Linked DNA regions of Zea mays: regions 2 and 3 are each linked to region 1. The links are chromatin contacts, called in public Hi-C maps. All regions are on one chromosome and are shown on one strand. Each heading gives the region's core, a stretch centred on a gene start, on an enhancer-like site or on the middle of the called end of the contact. The rest is flanking DNA. Distances are from core to core; before and after follow the strand shown. Region 1 holds the start of LOC541732 (myb-related protein Myb4). Region 2 has its middle 17 kb from the start of LOC100278742. Region 3 holds the start of LOC103627429 (wall-associated receptor kinase 5).

The links. A called contact is a pair of places that touch in the nucleus more often than the background predicts.
Region 2: a Hi-C map of leaf mesophyll shows a contact between it and region 1, with 1.8 times the contacts expected there. The contact joins the enhancer-like site here to the promoter of LOC541732 in region 1. A contact is called at or near these places in 4 of 25 Hi-C or Micro-C datasets (bundle sheath, leaf, leaf mesophyll and 1 more).
Region 3: a Hi-C map of leaf shows a contact between it and region 1, with 3 times the contacts expected there. The contact joins the promoter of LOC103627429 here to the promoter of LOC541732 in region 1. A contact is called at or near these places in 7 of 25 Hi-C or Micro-C datasets (ear, leaf, seedling and 2 more).

Annotation. Positions count from the first base shown.
Region 1 is chr5:190,172,780-190,176,468 of Zm-B73-REFERENCE-NAM-5.0, reverse strand. It overlaps LOC541732 (myb-related protein Myb4), which reads left to right and starts at 1,827. Exons shown (of 2, transcript NM_001309530.1): 1 at 1,827-2,172; 2 at 2,451-3,183. The coding sequence starts at 1,910. The coding sequence ends at 2,922.
Region 2 is chr5:190,013,175-190,016,863 of Zm-B73-REFERENCE-NAM-5.0, reverse strand. No RefSeq gene overlaps it. Among protein-coding and RNA genes, the nearest start is that of LOC100278742, 17 kb to the right of the region's middle. Within about 2 kb of position 2,118, at least 18 of the 20 cell types and tissues checked have an H3K27ac peak or open chromatin away from gene starts, as enhancers often do. A contact at or near this core is called in bundle sheath, leaf, leaf mesophyll and 1 more, where this site is marked.
Region 3 is chr5:190,040,131-190,043,819 of Zm-B73-REFERENCE-NAM-5.0, reverse strand. LOC103627429 (wall-associated receptor kinase 5) reads left to right here and starts at 1,927. Exons shown (of 3, transcript XM_008647727.3): 1 at 1,927-2,886; 2 at 2,980-3,150; 3 at 3,271-3,689. The coding sequence starts at 1,941.

The sequences.
Region 1 (3,689 bases), core at 578-3,077:
TATTTTTTTTAAAACTTGCCAACATGCCATTTTGAAAAGGATAGTTTAATGTAACCACCTAAATTTATATTTATATTATCGATCTACCTATGTAATCATGAAAAATAATTCTCCCTCCGTCTACATTTATAATTTGTTTGAGTTTTTATACCAAGTTTGACCGGTTTGTCTTATTAATTTTTTTGGAAAAAATGAAAAAATTAAAATCATACTTTAAATATATTATATGATAAATAATATTGCATTAAAAATTGATAACAATTAAGATTTTTTTTTGAATAAGACAAGTTAATTAAACTTAAAATAAAAAGTCAAATGAATTATATATTGGAACGGAGAAAGTATAAACTAATCACTAAGGGCTAGTTTGGAAACTCAAACCCCCTTCGGGATTGAAGGGGATTGGAGAGAAAATTAGTTTATTTCCACCTCAATCTCCTCCAACCTCGAAGGAGATTTGAGGTTCCTAAAGTAACCCTAAATCTTGATTTATTCTATCCATATAAGCCACCACCGGTGGTCAGTGGAGAAATGGAGAATGGACCTTCAAGTCCCGGTTGTTTTAAAGTTTGGGACTAAAGTCAGCATTAATTCAATGTTTGATTGCTAGTGTCACAGACGAGCACAAATATGACCTTTTATTCTAATTGGTGGCTTTAACCTAAAGGTTTCCCTGAGTCCGGATTGAAGCCATTAATCGGGACTAAAGGTCTTGCGCACATTTAGTTCCGGGGAAAAATTGTAATGTTATTTTAGAAATAATTAAAAAAATGTTGTAGCAATGAGAAACCAAACACATATCTCGTGTTTGTACTTAGCTTTGCTGGATACGGTTAGACAACTTTTAAGTAGCTAGGTAGCTTGTGTTGACAAAGGGAAAAAGCTGGCCCGGTATACAATCCAATTTTGATAATGATTACAAAATACTACTTAATTACCCCGTCTCAAAAAAAAAAAGAAATTTTTTTTGTAGATTTATTCAAAGTCAAACCATTTTGAATTTAATCAAATCTACATTAAAATATATACCATACTAGTACATTCATAAATGCTAGTATTTTTTCTTTATGAACTTAGACATATTTTTTTTTATCAAACCAGAACGTACGATATTCTTTTTAGGGCAAAGCTGGTGTATGACTATTATGCTAAAATATATGAACAGACACGACAATATAGTAACGATTAGGTGACCCTAAATCTATCCGTGTGTGATTGTTTCATCTTATTATACCTAAAGTTATGAGGCCCCATAGATCGTAGAGCACACGTCGAGGCCAACAAATCTAAAAAAAGACACTCAAAGTACGCGTGATATAGCCACAGAGAGAACCAAAATTTTCGCATGTGGACATGTCATGTCCACCTCATTGTTGCGTCTCTCGAGCGTTTAGTTTAGCTTCACTTATTATAAGAACCATATGATATGATATCGTATCAAAGGAAACGCATGCACATCCGTTCCCACACGTACGCTTTTAGCCGACACTGAAGGGCACAAAGGTACAAACAATCCGAGGAATAAAAAACGACAGCCCGAATCACGTACGCGATCCAAGCAAACTGATAAAAAACGAACGAATTCAAAGCGTAGCATAAACTATTCCCGTCCCTAGCTTGTTCTTCCTTGTGTGACGAACCTCCCCCTTCTGGGAAGCTCCCTTGCTTTGACCACGTTTGGATTTGCCCTTTTCCATCCCGGGAGCCGAGAACCGAGAGCCGAGAGCGAAGTGAACCCCGTTCGCTGTCGTCGCGCGCGGCACCGGCCGGGGGCATATAAATAGCGCACAGCCCGCCCCTCCCAGAGCCAGTCATCAGCACAGCAGCAAGCTCCCTCAGCTCGGTCTTCTCGGCAGGACCCGGCAAGCAAAGCCAAAGCCCAGCTCTTTCTCGGCCGGGAGATCGAGACATGGGGCGCGCTCCGTGCTGCGAGAAGATGGGGCTCAAGAGGGGCCCGTGGACGCCCGAGGAGGACAGGATCCTGGTGGCGCACATCGAGCGCCACGGCCACAGCAACTGGCGCGCGCTGCCCAAGCAGGCGGGCCTTCCCCGCTGCGGCAAGAGCTGCCGCCTCCGCTGGATCAACTACCTGCGCCCCGACATCAAGCGCGGCAACTTCACCCGCGAGGAGGAGGACGCAGTCATCCAACTCCACCAAATGCTCGGCAACAGGTACGGTGCTTATCCACGCATCATATCATCGTCACGCGAAAATAATTAACACCATCCCTTCGTTGCCGGGATATACTCAGTGTAGACTGGTTCTTGGTTCTTGATGATGTGGTCGAGTTTGATCCGGTCATTGCCAGAACCATTATTATAGAACATGCATGCATGCATGACCTAGCAATCAGCCACTTGTTGAGTTGTTGTTGTCTCGTAAAAATTACCGCCAATTTTTTTTAAAAAAAATCATGCGCACTAAACAGCTACTTTCTGTATGATTTCAGATGGTCGGCAATCGCTGCCAGGCTGCCGGGGAGGACGGACAACGAGATCAAGAACGTCTGGCACACTCACCTCAAGAAGCGACTGGAGCCTAAGACAGCCACGCAGGCGCCCAAGCGAAAGCCCAAGAAGCAGCAGCAGCCAGAGGCGGTGACGCTCGCAGCGCCGGTCTCGCCGGAGCAGTCAGTCTCCACGTCGACCACCAGCACCACCACTGACTACTCGGCGGCCTCGTCGTCGTTGGAGAACGCGGATAGCTTCACCTCGGAGGAGGAGGACTACCAGATTGACGACAGCTTCTGGTCCGAGACGCTGGCGATGGCGGTCGACAGTTCCGACTCCGGGATGGAGGAGGCAGAGGGCGCCTTCGGCGCGTCGCCGCCGGCGCCGTCGACCAACGACGACGTGGACTTTTGGCTCAAGCTGTTCATGCAGGCCAGCGACATGCAGAATTCGCCCCAGATTTATGCATGAACCTAGACGGTTCTCTCTCGATCGGCTGATGATGTTCTTGGCCTCAGAATTCTTTCAATCCTTTTGTTCTGCTCCGTTTCGGTGGACGTATATCTGACTGAAAACTTGTGCAGCGGAAAGCGATTGTGCTTCATCATGGCGGTGTTCACTTTTTGCGCATTATATACTACGATTTTAGTTGAGTTTTCTGTCACCTGTGCTTTCCGCCGCTAGCTGCTTATCAGGGACCAGGGTCCCTGCTACATGACCGATGTCCATGTCCATGATGTCAGCGTCAATGGAAGTTTCGTGAGAGTTTTATAGCAGAAAGAGATGAAGAGATAGAAGATAAAAGTTTGAAGAGATACAATCAGTTTTATAAGAATGGAACTTATCTACATTATTTTGAAATAGTCTTATAAACTAGTACATGAAACCTCTCGCCAAAGCTAGCCTTTAACCACTACTAGAATTAGGCTCTTCGCCCAGCGGCAAAAAGTTTACCGAGTGTTTTTTAAGCTTTCCCGGATGACTAAAACACTCGGGTGTATTCGGTACTATGCTCCGATCCGCTTTTCCCTATACACTTTTCGCCGCCTCGATTCGAGCATGAATAACGTACGGGCAGCTTGAGGAAATCTTCCACCGTTGGCCTCATGCAATGAAAAGATTTGTCTTAAAAGCACTCCCTCCATCCTAAAATATGGTTGTTGGCGCCAACCTAGACACCAAACACTAGAATGAATCATCTAGCGTGCTCTGTGCGGAGACACATACATAGTCCAGAC
Region 2 (3,689 bases), core at 869-3,368, 160 kb after region 1:
CCGGTGCAACCTGCTATACAGTCACCTTGATTGCAACGCTCCCAGATGTCTCATCAATAAGGGCATGTACAGTGGTGTTTAATGTGGGGGCTCTTAAGGTGTTTTAGGGGGTTATTTGCAAAAAAAATCTTAGAGCCGTCTCTCCGTGAAGAGACGCCTCTGGCTCGTAAACCAAGTAACAACAGACGCCTCACTTCCCACTGTACGAATTTGTCGTCTGTTCTATCGATCTGATGCTATACAAATACATTTAATTCTGTATTTATTAATAGACTACGTTTATAGACACTCCATTGTACAATAGAGTCTCTTAGTTGTCTCCTGTGCTTGGAGAACCGTTTTTGTGTCTCTCCACTGTACATGCCCTAATATCTCTATCTTCCTCTTAAATGGCCATGCTCGTTTTCCAGCTTTCCAAGGCGATCGATACACCGTACTCACAGCAAGAAAACTTCAATTTGAAGCTTTGCATCAACATCCACCACGGTCAGCTCCTTCTCGCGCTTGGATTGAAGCAAGAACATGTCGATTAGAACATGTATTCTAGAGCAAACTAGTTAGTCCATGTACCATCAAAATTAATTGTGAGAAAAAGTTAACCCTATTTCCCTTTCATCAACCCATAAGGGCTTGTTTGGGAGCAAAAAGATTTTAGCCCATTCAATTTCCTAATCCCTATGCTCCCAAACAAAGCCCTAAGAGTTCATCAAGCAACGTCAAAGAAAGAACGAGTTGTTGCAAAAGACGAGGATGAAGAATTTGATTGTTCTAACAGTAAAGAGGAAGGGGGTGAGAATATCCCTTAATTCCTTATGTATATGGAGAGAGTTTCAAGTGATCAGGAGTGATAGTCATTTGAGCTACTTTATGGCGAATTTGATTGTTCTAACAGTAAAGAGGAAGGGGATGGGAATACCCCTTAGTCCTTTATGTATATGGAGAGGGTTTCAAGTGATGAGGAGTGATAGTCATTTGAGCTATTTTATGTCTCATAGTATGTTTCTTTGCAAACTCCCTATGTGACGATTTAATGTGTATCTGTTTTCTTAATTTAAGTAAGTGTGAAATCAGTATCTATTTATACATATAATTCATGATATATGTTTGTATCATTATACTCCCTTCGTAAAAGAAATACAGTTCAATCTAGCGCTCTTTTTTCATCCATATTTGAATAAATGTAGCTGGCATGCATTAGATTAATTAATTAAAGTATATTTAGTCTAAAATTATACTACCTCGATCCTAAAATACAGTTCTAAGTAGCTCTCTTTTTTATGAATGATAATAAATATAATCATACATAAAGACTATATTTGTATGTTAATTAATGAATGTATGTTTAATCTAAAACAAATAATATAGTATAAGATTACGAGGTGCCGCTAATTGAAACTTATCCGTAATATCGCCCGCTATCTGTTGTAATCCGCTGCATCGACGTCAATCCGGTGCAATCCGCTATACAGTCACCTTGATTGCAACGCTCCCAGATGTCTCATCAATAATATCTCTATCTTCCTCTTAAATGGCCATGCTCGTTTTCCAGCTTTCCAAGGCGATCGATACACCGTACTCACAGCAAGAAAACTTCAATTTGAAGCTTTGCATCAACATCCCACCCCCCGGTCAGCTCCTTCTCGCGCTTGGATTGAAGCAAGAACATGTCGATTGGAAATGCTCTCCCCTCGCCGATCTGATGATTCCGGACTTGAATTCGTAGCGGATGAAGCAAACCGCGAAGCACCGTCTAGTTTCATTCCATGTCGCTAGCTAGCTGCACTGCATCTGCATGGCTGGCGGTTGCCGTCTGTGCCCAGGTCGTCCAATCAGGCCGCAACAGGCGTTGCCGACAGTACCCGCACCGCGACCAGGCCCCAGACGGTACCGGCGCCGTCGCGACAGTTAGGCTGGGGGCCTGCATGCTCCTGCGAGCGAACCTGAAAGCGCATGGGCCGGGGCCCGGGGGAGAAGGGCAAGCGCACCTGGTCCCGATCCCAAAGGGCCGGGGGCTGCGTCTCGCTCGCCGTCCCGTCTTGTTGATGTGGGCGGATCTCATCTGGTGGTAGCGCGGAGCCCCGCCAAGTCAGTGCAGCAGCCAGAGTTACGGCCCACGGATTAATGCAATGTGTGGCGTGGGCCTCCGTCCGGTCCCGTCTTACTTTGGATAAGCCTGGCCTGTCCTGTCCTGTCGTTAGGAAATTATTAGAGTCATCTGATTTGACTCTTGAAGGATTCATTTGACCGCGAGTGAGTAATTTCAGGGGAGTGGAGCATCGTTACCTTACCTGGTGCTGGTGGTCCATATGCTTGCCTGGACTATAACAAGCTTGCCCGGAGTGTCGTTTTCTTTACAACAGTTCGTGGACTAGCAAGAAGCTATCTTCTGGATCAAATTCCACCAGACTGTAAACGTAGCATGACCACCAGGTGCAGTGCAGCGCGCGCTCCATGGGACCATCTGGGGAAAATTGCGAATGAAGCTAGCCCTAGCTTGGATGCTTATAAAATAATGAATTGGGAAAACAAATGTAGAGGTGTGATGCAAAGAGGAAAACATGAATTAGGATGCTGAAGAGTATGGCAAATATGGCTTTCGTAGGCCACAATAATCTACGATTTTGGTGACTAATAACATGCATGCATGTTTGCAAAGAATATGCTTAAGTTAAGTAGGTCGTCCCTATGATGCAATGCAATATATATATATAATACATGAAGATGGCAATACAAAAGAAGGCATGATGATGGATCTCGTTTTTTTTGAAGCAAATCAGCAAAGTCCTAGAAACAAAACATATTTTAAGATGACCCAGATCACGCGCTCGCGAAGAATAGGCTGAATAAAAACCAATACACAAGCTAGACCAATGAATAGTAGCAGTAGGGTTTTCGGCGTGATGTTTTTTTCTTCAATAAGGGTGAAATAAACATATCTACAAGCAAATTTTGTTTTTGTTTGGCCCAAACTTAATTATCTGCAAAGTTTTATCACTTATGGCACCACTGTCCACTGCAGCGTCCTGAACGGAATACGCGCGCGCGATGCCAAATAATGCATACGGAGTACATTCTTCAGGCGTCCCCCTGTCTACTGTCGCTTTCGTATCTCTTTGCCTGCCTCGATTGGCAGATCGATCTACTACCGGCCGGTCTCCTGAGGCATCTCCATTCGCTTCATCGGGATTGATTCAGGCATACTTAGCTCAAACAAAAGCAACCCCACACGAAGTGTTCGTCCGAATGAGGTCCACCAGCAGTGCAGGTGCGCGCCGGAAACAGCACAGGTCCTGGCGTCCTGCTACTAGCAGTATGCAGATAAGTAGACAAGACAACTGAGAGGCTTTTCTTTAGACTGAAGATAACAGGCAGCTGTGAGACATGATTATTATTGCAAGGTTAAATAAACGGGTTTGGGTTGCAATCTCGGCGCACACAACATTTCTGCGCATGAAATGCAAGGGTCATGTTTCGTGTGACTCCCAACTTTCTTCAGCTTCTCCTGTAAGATCAGTGTACTGTTGGTGTAGCATGGAATTCTCTCTCTCTCTCTCGTCAAACTCGAGAACGAACTAGCAGAGGTGAAGCCTCACAAACTAATTTGGACCCGTTTGTGAGGACTTCTCGCTCCTCTCAAAATATCTGCGGTTTCTAAGAAATACTCCGCCATAGCTCCATATATAAAATGA
Region 3 (3,689 bases), core at 678-3,177, 130 kb after region 1:
CCGAGATCCTGTCAATAGAAGGAAACCCTTAGTGAACTCGACTGGTGCTAGAGTTGCACCCCAGGGCTACACGCCCCTAGAGCCATTCCCTATTCCAACTAAGTCTAGGGCCCTCTAGGCTGGTGGTAGATCTTGGGACTCTAGGCCCTCCAGATCGGGGTCAAATCCTAAGGTCCTCTAGGTCTTTGATCCGCCCTAGGCCTTTGGGGTTCTCTAGGCTAGGGACCAAGCCCCCGGCTTGGCCAAGTCCAGAGACTCATACAGACTAGGGCTCGCAACCAAAGATCTCACCGAACATTCTATAAGATACCTCTGAAGCGGGATGGCCTCATGTGAAGACGCTCCTAATGCAGGAAGGCACTGGGCAGTACGCCCTTGGTACCACGTGCCATGTGGTGCAAGGTAGACAAGATAAAGCTTTTGTCCATCACATGAAATAAGATGGACGATGTTGCAGTAAAAAAGAATGCAATGTCACTACAACAAAGATTGCATGTGTACCCACAGCTAGTGTGTTGTGTGTCACTATCACTATTGTCATGCTAGAACTTTTATGTGTACCTGTAAGCATTTTAAAGTACATGAAACTACACCATTCGCCAACTATGCTATACTCATTGGCATGGACTTCCGTAGCTACCACTATGGCTGGACATATCTGTCACTACAGAAAGACATGCTCAACAGTGGATGAACGAGGCATGAACTGTGTATGGCTTTGCATCTAGGATAGGAGAAGTTGAACTTCTGCTCGATAGGGCCCACTATCTAGGAGGCATATAACTCCCCTCCTTTGTGCTATAAAAGGCAGAAGTAGATCAACATAGAAAAAAAGAGATGAGCCAGACGTCGAACAAACAAGTTCAGGCAAGCCCAAGACTATTATAGGTTTCACAGCGCGAGACATTTTGGTTATAGACTAGAACTCTCAACAAAACCAAAGTAGAGGTGGAGCTAGTCGGTCCTTCTTCTTAGACAACATTTGAGCATGTAATCTTTGCCTCTGCTTTCATTAATTCATCTACCACAAAGGGGCGATATGGTATTACACTTTTTGGCCCGAACCTCTATAAATAGTTTGTGTGCTTGTAGCCACATCAACGCCCTGATCTAAGGGGCCTTCAGCCTACACCTTTCGTTCTCTTCCTACTCAACAAATTTCTTGGTACTTATGGTATCTTGTCATCTTATGCGTATGTATACAGTATATATAGATTATGGTAGCTAGTTGGTTTCTACGTATAAATTAAAGTGTGACTATATGTTTGTTTGCGTGGAAATTAAAATGCTAAAAAGTACCTAGACATATACTAAAAGTATATGAGTACATTCTTTATATATATATATATATATATATATATATATATATATATATATATATATATATATATATATACTAATTTGTTGTGAGTAGGATATTTTGAGTATGTAAAGCAGTGTACTAGGAGAACATACTTGTTTGTTGCTCGTTTGAAAGAAGGGGATACTATATTTATACTAGTTTTTAGAAGGGCGTATTTATTCATAGTTAATGTTTAGGTCTTTTAATTAGAGTTTAAAATATGAACTAAACTTTAGTTTAGTCTGTCTAAACAGGCCAATGGAATGTTTCAAAAATACAAAGTACCTCCATGGTTATGTTCATACGTCGAACGGAGAGGATGAACGAGTACCTCGTCTTAAAGGAGTGCGTGATCAATCAATCGCTGTCGATGAACCAGTACTCTATCTTGAACCTGAAGATCAACGTGCATCAACTACCGCAACGCCACATCAGAAAAGGAGGCGTGTCCTTTGAAAATGTCGCACATAACTGTCGGCATCGTGTGACGTGCAGTGAAGTCAATTCGTCTTGTGTGCGAATGAAATTACCTGCGATTTTGTTCTCTTCAAATTAGCCGCGGCATGTGGCCAGGAAGCAGTAGCACTGCCGCCAAGCCATGCCTCCTAATTACGCCGCCGCGAGAGGCTGGGAGAGCGCAAGAACCATGATCCTTGCGCTGTTCGCCGCATCGGTCCTGTCGACGGGGCCTCCGCCAGCGATGGCGGCGGCGATGCAGCCGAGCGCGACGTGCCTGCGGCGGTGCGGCGACATCGACATCCCGTACCCGTTCGGCGTCGGCCCCGGGTGCCACCTCGAGACGGGGGACTGGACGTTCATGCTCTCCTGCAACCGCAGCGAGGACGGACGGCTCCGGCTATACAACTACCAGATCGAGGTGCTGAACATGTCGGTGCGCCTGGGGCAGCTGCGCATCTACAACATCATCAACCCATGGTGCTACAACGCCACGACGCGGGCGATGAACGACCAGAGCAACTGGTGGTACGACATGTCCATCACCAACTTCCGCATCAACGACGCGCAGAACAGGTTCACCGTCATGGGCTGCAACTCGCTCGCCTACATCCGGTGGCCCAACGACAGCGCCGCCGCGTACATGACCGGGTGCATGGCCATGTGCCCCGGCGTGGGGCGGCTGAATAACGGCGCCTGCAACGGCTTCGGGTGCTGCCAGACCGCCATCCCCAGCGACCTGAACGCGTACTCGGTCTCCTTCGAGGAGAAGTTCAACACCTCCCGGATCGCCAACTTCAGCCCGTGCAGCTACGCCGTCCTCATGGAGGCCGCCGCCTTCAACTTCCGCACCACGTACGTGACGACCGACGCGTTCATGACGAACAACGACGGCCAGGTGCCGCTCGTGCTCGACTGGGCCATCGGGAACATGACGTGCGAGGAGGCCAAGCGGAGCGCGTCTGCGTACGCGTGCGCCAGTAGCAACAGCGAGTGCATCGACTCCAAGTACGGCAAGGGCCGGGGCTACCTCTGCAACTGCTCCGCCGGATACGACGGCAACCCCTACCTGCTCAACGGCTGCCATGGTGCTCGTTCTCCTACCGTCGCTGGCGCATCAATAATGAAACTGAATTCGATCGCCTAGCTCGGCGTCCTAAGCTAACGATTGGCTTTTGCAGATATTAACGAGTGCGAAGATGCAAGGTTCAGGTACCCGTGCTCTGTTCCTGGTACCTGCGTCAACACGATCGGATCATTCTACTGCGCGTGCCCTCACAGGACGACGGGCAACGCCGTAAACGGAACGTGCGAGGACGAAAAGAACCAAATTGGGTGGCAGATCGCCGTTGGTAGGAACACGTCGTCTCCATTTTCTTGTTTCTTGCGAACGCTAGCTAGTAATAAGTTGAATAGATGATCCAACCACCGCACACATAATGAAATGACCTAGTCGTCTCTTGCTGAACTAGGTGTTAGCAGTGGCGTTGTCGTACTGATCGTCACGGCGACCTGCCTCTACATGATCCACGAGAAGAGGAGGCTCGCCAAGATCAAAAGCGACTACTTCAAGCAGCACGGCGGCCTCCTGCTGTTCGAGGATATGAGGTCGAGGCAGGGCCTGTCGAGCTTCACGCACTTCACTCAAGAGGAGCTCGAGGTGTCGACCAACAAGTTCGACGAGCGCAACGTGATCGGCAAGGGCGGCAACGGCACCGTGTACCGGGGCACCACCAAGGACGGCACCACCGTGGCGATTAAGAAGTGCCGGCTGGCCAACGAGCGGCAGAAGAAGGAGTTCGGCAAGGAGATGCTCATCCTGTCCCAGATCAACCACCGGAATATCGTCAAGCTCTACGGCTGCTGCCTCGAGCTGGAGGTCCCGATGCTG